2 separate regions of the Mus musculus genome follow, and region 2 is linked to region 1. A link is a contact called in public ChIA-PET data. All regions are on one chromosome and are shown on one strand. The core of a region is the stretch at or near the end of the contact, and the rest is flanking DNA. Distances in the headings are between cores, read along the strand shown.

Evidence for each region. ChIA-PET counts read pairs in DNA pulled down with a chosen protein or histone mark.
Region 2: a contact with region 1 is called in an RNA polymerase II ChIA-PET map of effector CD8 T cells, with 36 read pairs. The contact joins the promoter of Dhx29 here to the promoter of Esm1 in region 1. A contact is called at or near these places in 2 of 39 promoter capture datasets (the 3T3-L1 cell line and hippocampal neurons), 3 of 115 datasets of contacts at active chromatin or transcription factors (the SCID.adh cell line, effector CD8 T cells and memory CD8 T cells) and 1 of 9 other capture datasets (adipose tissue).

What each region holds. Positions count from the first base shown.
Region 1 is chr13:113,208,404-113,210,916 of GRCm38.p6, reverse strand. It overlaps Esm1 (endothelial cell-specific molecule 1), which reads right to left and starts at 1,258. Exons shown (of 3, transcript NM_023612.3): 1 at 774-1,258. The coding sequence starts at 1,074. All of the region lies in intron 2 of Gm41069 (a long non-coding RNA gene), which reads left to right.
Region 2 is chr13:112,926,420-112,928,932 of GRCm38.p6, reverse strand. It overlaps Dhx29 (DEAH (Asp-Glu-Ala-His) box polypeptide 29), which reads right to left and starts at 1,253. Exons shown (of 27, transcript NM_172594.3): 1 at 960-1,253. The coding sequence starts at 1,140. It overlaps Mtrex (Mtr4 exosome RNA helicase), which reads left to right and starts at 1,553. Exons shown (of 27, transcript NM_028151.2): 1 at 1,553-1,703. The coding sequence starts at 1,576.

The sequences.
Region 1 (2,513 bases), core at 9-2,508:
TAATTTAGTCACTAGGTTTGAAAATAAATTCCACAGACAAATCAAGGCATCATTTAGCTCTGGTTTCTGTCTTAATTATAATTTCACTTCTTTTCTTTAAATCTATAAAAGAGTCACCTTTTTTAAAAAAAACAGACTTTTAGGTTACTATTATTTCTGCTTGTCTTACAACATCTGCTACTTTCTGCCTAACAGAAACATTTTAAAAGTTAAGCTAGGCTTATTTTATACTTCAGGGGACCCTCTTGCAAGAGCATGAGTTATTTTGTTGCCTGACTTAAGCCCACCTTATGCCATAAAGCACATTAGTGCTCATCAGAAATACTTGAGCCTGAGTAAGGCACTCCTCCCGGTGAACTCTTTCAAGATCAAAGGCTGGTGAAATCTGGGGAGCTAGAAACAGCTTTAAGAGGTTATCTCAGGAGGACCTCTGGAATCATTGGCTTCCAGGGGAACAGACACCTTAAGCATTTGTAACAGGCTACCTGTCAGATTTCTAAAGCCTCTCAGAAAAAGAAGACACACAAGCTACCAACTGCAACTTCCCTTCTCAAATCTGAATGCATGCAGTGAACGGGATGCTGCAGCCCTTGTGACTTCTGCACGCTGCTTTCCAAACCTCCCGGCAGATATCCTTTTTCTCTCTATCAAGCACACCACCTGCATCCAAGCATCCTCCCTGGTTGTTCAGAGGAAGGAACACGCACCTCCTCAGGCTGACTAAATACCCTCCGGGAGCCCTGCACGGTGGGAAGCAAAGAGTCGCTCTTTACCTTTGCAGATACCAAACTCGTCACCAAAATCATCCTCCTCGCTGTAAAAGTGACACTTCAGCCCCGGACCACACTTGACCCCGTCCATGCCTGAGACTGTACGGTAGCAGGTTTCTCCAGGTCCCGCGGCGCACACCTGGCAGCAGCCACAGTCATCCAGCACTGTCCTCTTGCAACGCAGGCTGCTTCTGCACTCAGTTTTGTCACAATGTTCCGGGCAATCCACCGCATATTTGGCGCTCCAGGCCATGCCCAGGTGCAGAGGTACCAGGAGTGTGGTCAGCAGCAAGAGGCTCTTCATGTCTCGCAGCTGGCTCCTGCTCAGCTCCCTGCCGTCGTGGTCTTTGCTGGAGGGAAGCAGCCGTCCAAAGTAGTAGCTGAGCTTCAGCCTACACGGTTATGAGTTTTATACACTGTGTTGCCCGCATGCTTCCCCGTCATCAATTTCCTCAACCCAGCAGCAGCGCTGTGCTCTTGCCAGCCTCTCTTGTTTTAGTTTATGAAATCCAGGATGAAGGCTGGATTAACACGCTGCTGCCATCCAGGAATTGAAAAGCCCAAGCTGATGTCATCTGTTATGTTTAGATGGTTGTTTTGCATGAGGGCTGAAAAACTCTGCTCACATCCGTCTCAAAGACTCAAGGACATCTGAGAAGGGGGAATAACGAAGGTTGCATAGCATAGCCCCCTACTGCACAGGAATTGCTCTGACACCAACATAACACTTAGGATGTAGCTTTGTCTCAGAGTCCCTTAGCACGGAGGAGACTGACATAGACATAAATCAAGCCAGAAGCATCTATCAAGTAAATGATGATGATAATAATAGTAATAATAATAATAATAATAATAATAATAATAATAATAATAATTTGGCATTTTCCTCAATAAATAGCTATGAGATCATTTGGAAGAAGAAATAGTTATATATTGTGTTTTTTCAAGACTTAGAAGAAGGAAAATATTTGGATAGAAGCCTTTTAAAGACTTCTTCCTTCCTCACAAGTTCCTCCTCTGTTGTTATCTCTAAAGTATTTATGCTATCCATGTTCAAGTCTGTCCTTGCTGTTGCTGTGTTTAGTCAGATATGCTACAGCTTAGCATTTTTTTTTAATCAATAGAGAGAGAGAGAGAGAGAGAGAGAGAGAGAGAGAGAGAGAGAAGGTTGTCCCGGCATTGTTACTGAATTACTCAGTTCTGGAAAAACTTGTCAGTTGGACTGCTCCTGACCCAAACCCCCTGGCGAGAAGGCTCATCCATCACCAAGTCTGTGTGTCCAATGACTGCATCCACCCGGTCCTTCCTCTCACCTCCTGGCATCTATCGGAGCTCTTGCTTCAAACTTCCCAAACAAGGCAGTAAGCCCAAAGAAACAAGTGAGCCAGCAGGGAAATCGGAACACAGCTCCAGAAAGGCAAGTCATGGGGAAGGAAAAACATTACCCACCAGGAAACAAGGTCTTCATGCTATGGAGGGACACAGTGTGGCCCCACCAAGGAAAACAATAGTCCTCTCAAAGTATTGGCTGGCCCAGGACCTTGTGTAGCCAGGCTTGTGCAACAAGGGGATGCTAGATGTCAGAGCAGACAGAAAAGTCCTCACACTAATGCTGTGTTCCATTTTTAGCTCCCAACCCAATTTGTCAACAAAAAGATAAAGTCACTACCGACTGGTAAAGAAATGACCCAGCGAAGCGGGTAACTCCTGTCTGTCACAAACTGACTGTGGTGCATCCACAGA
Region 2 (2,513 bases), core at 4-2,503, 280 kb after region 1:
TCCTACCATGCTTTACAGGATTAACTTCTAGACAGCTTCTAATTTCAGCTCAACTATCACTTTTCATGACTCCTCACCATTGGGGGGAAAAAAACCGAAACAAAACACCCTGCTAAACACTCATGGGCATGCTCTCTCTCTCTCTGAAGCTTAACAACTATAAAGCACGACTGTCTGTGTGATTAGTAAATTAGATTCCTAAGCTGCTCTGGAGCGAAGGTTTCCATTTTTTTCGGTCTTATTATCACCAGTCAGATGCTTGGTATTTATGTATCAATAAGCACATATGCTTGCAAGTTTTTTGTTATAGAAAAAAATTACTGCAAGCAAACAGATCAAACAGAACAAAACAACATATAATTTTGATGTTTTTGAAACTAGCTGAAAGAGTGGCCGTAACTAATCACCTTCAAGTTATCAAATCAATCTGCAGGGTAAGCAAAAAAATGCAAGGATTTGACAAGCATAGAATTTTACTGTAAGTCAATCCAGTGTCCAATGTGTAAAGTGTGGTTATTCTTAGGAAACACTGACTTTTCTGGAACATACAAGGATATTTATGTAGATAGATGCTGAAGAAGACATTAAGATCTGACAGAACATGGAGCTGCATCAAGCCAGAAGCACTTCCCTTAACAACTCTCTTAACTAGCGGAGCGGCTGTTCTGACAGCTCAGAGTGGATTCCTGCTGAACAACAGCAGATGCCATGACTCCGTTCTTAGAAGGAGAAAGAAAAAAAAAAAAGAGTGAGTTAGAAAGGCGAAGCCACGCTGTAACAGAGTTACTTTTGTAACTTTAATGGCCAAAGGCCCTTAGACCGATCTACAAGGCCACCCCACCCACTGCTCAGGTGTGGAAGATGTCTAAGTTTGGATCTCATCAGCTCACGTTGTGAGTCTTTGCTGGACAAGAAGCAGGGTCTGAGGGCAGAAGGCTGGGCACTGGGTCAGGGCTTACCTTGCTTCACTCGGGGCTCCCGGGCGCCGGTGGGGACGGCGGGCGCCGGCCTGGCCACCGGCTTCTTGCTCTGGGCTTCCCCAACAGCTCCGGCCTCTGCACTTCTGGCTCTGGAAGCAGACACGGCGGCCCGCATCGCCGCAGCTCCCGGCGCCTTGTGTTTCTTATTTTTGCCGCCCATGTTTCAGCTGCAGGAGAGTAGTCTTCCAGATCCAGATCCCCGCTGCGGCACAGCAGAAGCCCGAGAGCTCTTCACGTTTGCCGGCTCCCACGCCTCCACCCAGCCTCCTCCATCCGGGCTCCGCGGCTGGGGCTCCGGCTCAATTGGCCCGTGTCCTCAGACTCCGCCTCTCGGCTCCCGGGAGCGAGCGGCATGGCTGCTGTCGTGCGCCACTGGTCGCTAAGTTTTTAGTCATTGAACTGCCGGACTCGCAGTGGTTGGAAGAGAAAAGGGGCAGGACCCAGACTAGAAAGGAGAAAAGTCACGCGGGGCTCAAGGCTCGCTCACTTTTGACTCCTCCGGGCCACCGTCGAGTCCCCCCATTCGGCGTCACTGTAGGGTACGGTCGCGGGGCCTCTTGGGTAGGAGGGAGATTCGGTCTCAGAGTTCCGAAAGATGGCGGATGCTTTCGGGGATGAGCTTTTCAGCGTTTTCGAGGATGATTCGACCTCTGCAGCAGGAGCCAAGAAAGACAAAGAGAAAGAGAAATGGAAGGGGCCACCAGGGTCTGCAGACAAGGCCGGGTAAGGAAAACCTCTGAGCTCTTTTTCTTCTCGTTCTTCTTGTTTTTGATGCCGGTAAAGGAAACACGACTCAGACGAGGAGCACAGAAAGTGTTTGAATGGAGTCAAGAGGCTAAGGAGATTGAGGGGAAAAAAAAAAAAAACCGTTGGGGAGAGAGGAAAGGTTGATTTTGCGGGAGGGAGGGCGGTCTCGGTGTTCGTGCCTGTCCGGCCGCAGCGTGGCTTCCTTAGGCCATGCTTTGGCTGTAACCCCAGCTTAGCAGGCCAGGTACGGCTTTGCTTGCGAGGCGGGGCTTGTCACCCACAAAACCTCTCACATAGTCTTTAAGCAGCGAGGCACTAGATGAGCCAAGGGGGAAGACATGTAGGGGGTTCTTAAACCGCGAAGGCAAATCGCTACCGAAGGAAGAGATTTAATCTCCAAGTTGTAGTTTTCCCAAAATAAATTAATAATAATAATAATAATAATAATAATAATAATAATAATAATAAAGTCAGATTCAGGATATCGCTATGTAAGTTGGGCAGCCCTCGAACTCGAGATCCTCTTATTTCAGGTCCTTAGGGTTGGAATTCCCAGAGTGCCCCTATGACACTCGGTCAAACTAGTTTTCTCTTCCGTTAGCGTTTTACACTTGATGATTGATTCGGTCCGTTATTACATGAGTAGTTGCAAAGTACTGGTTTAAAAAAAAAAAAAAGCTATGTCTTTCTGCTTCTTACCTGGAATCCAGTCATAAATTAATTAATTTAAAAAATCATTGCTCTAGGGCTGAGGACATGGCCAGTGTAAAAGACAGCTTTCTGTTT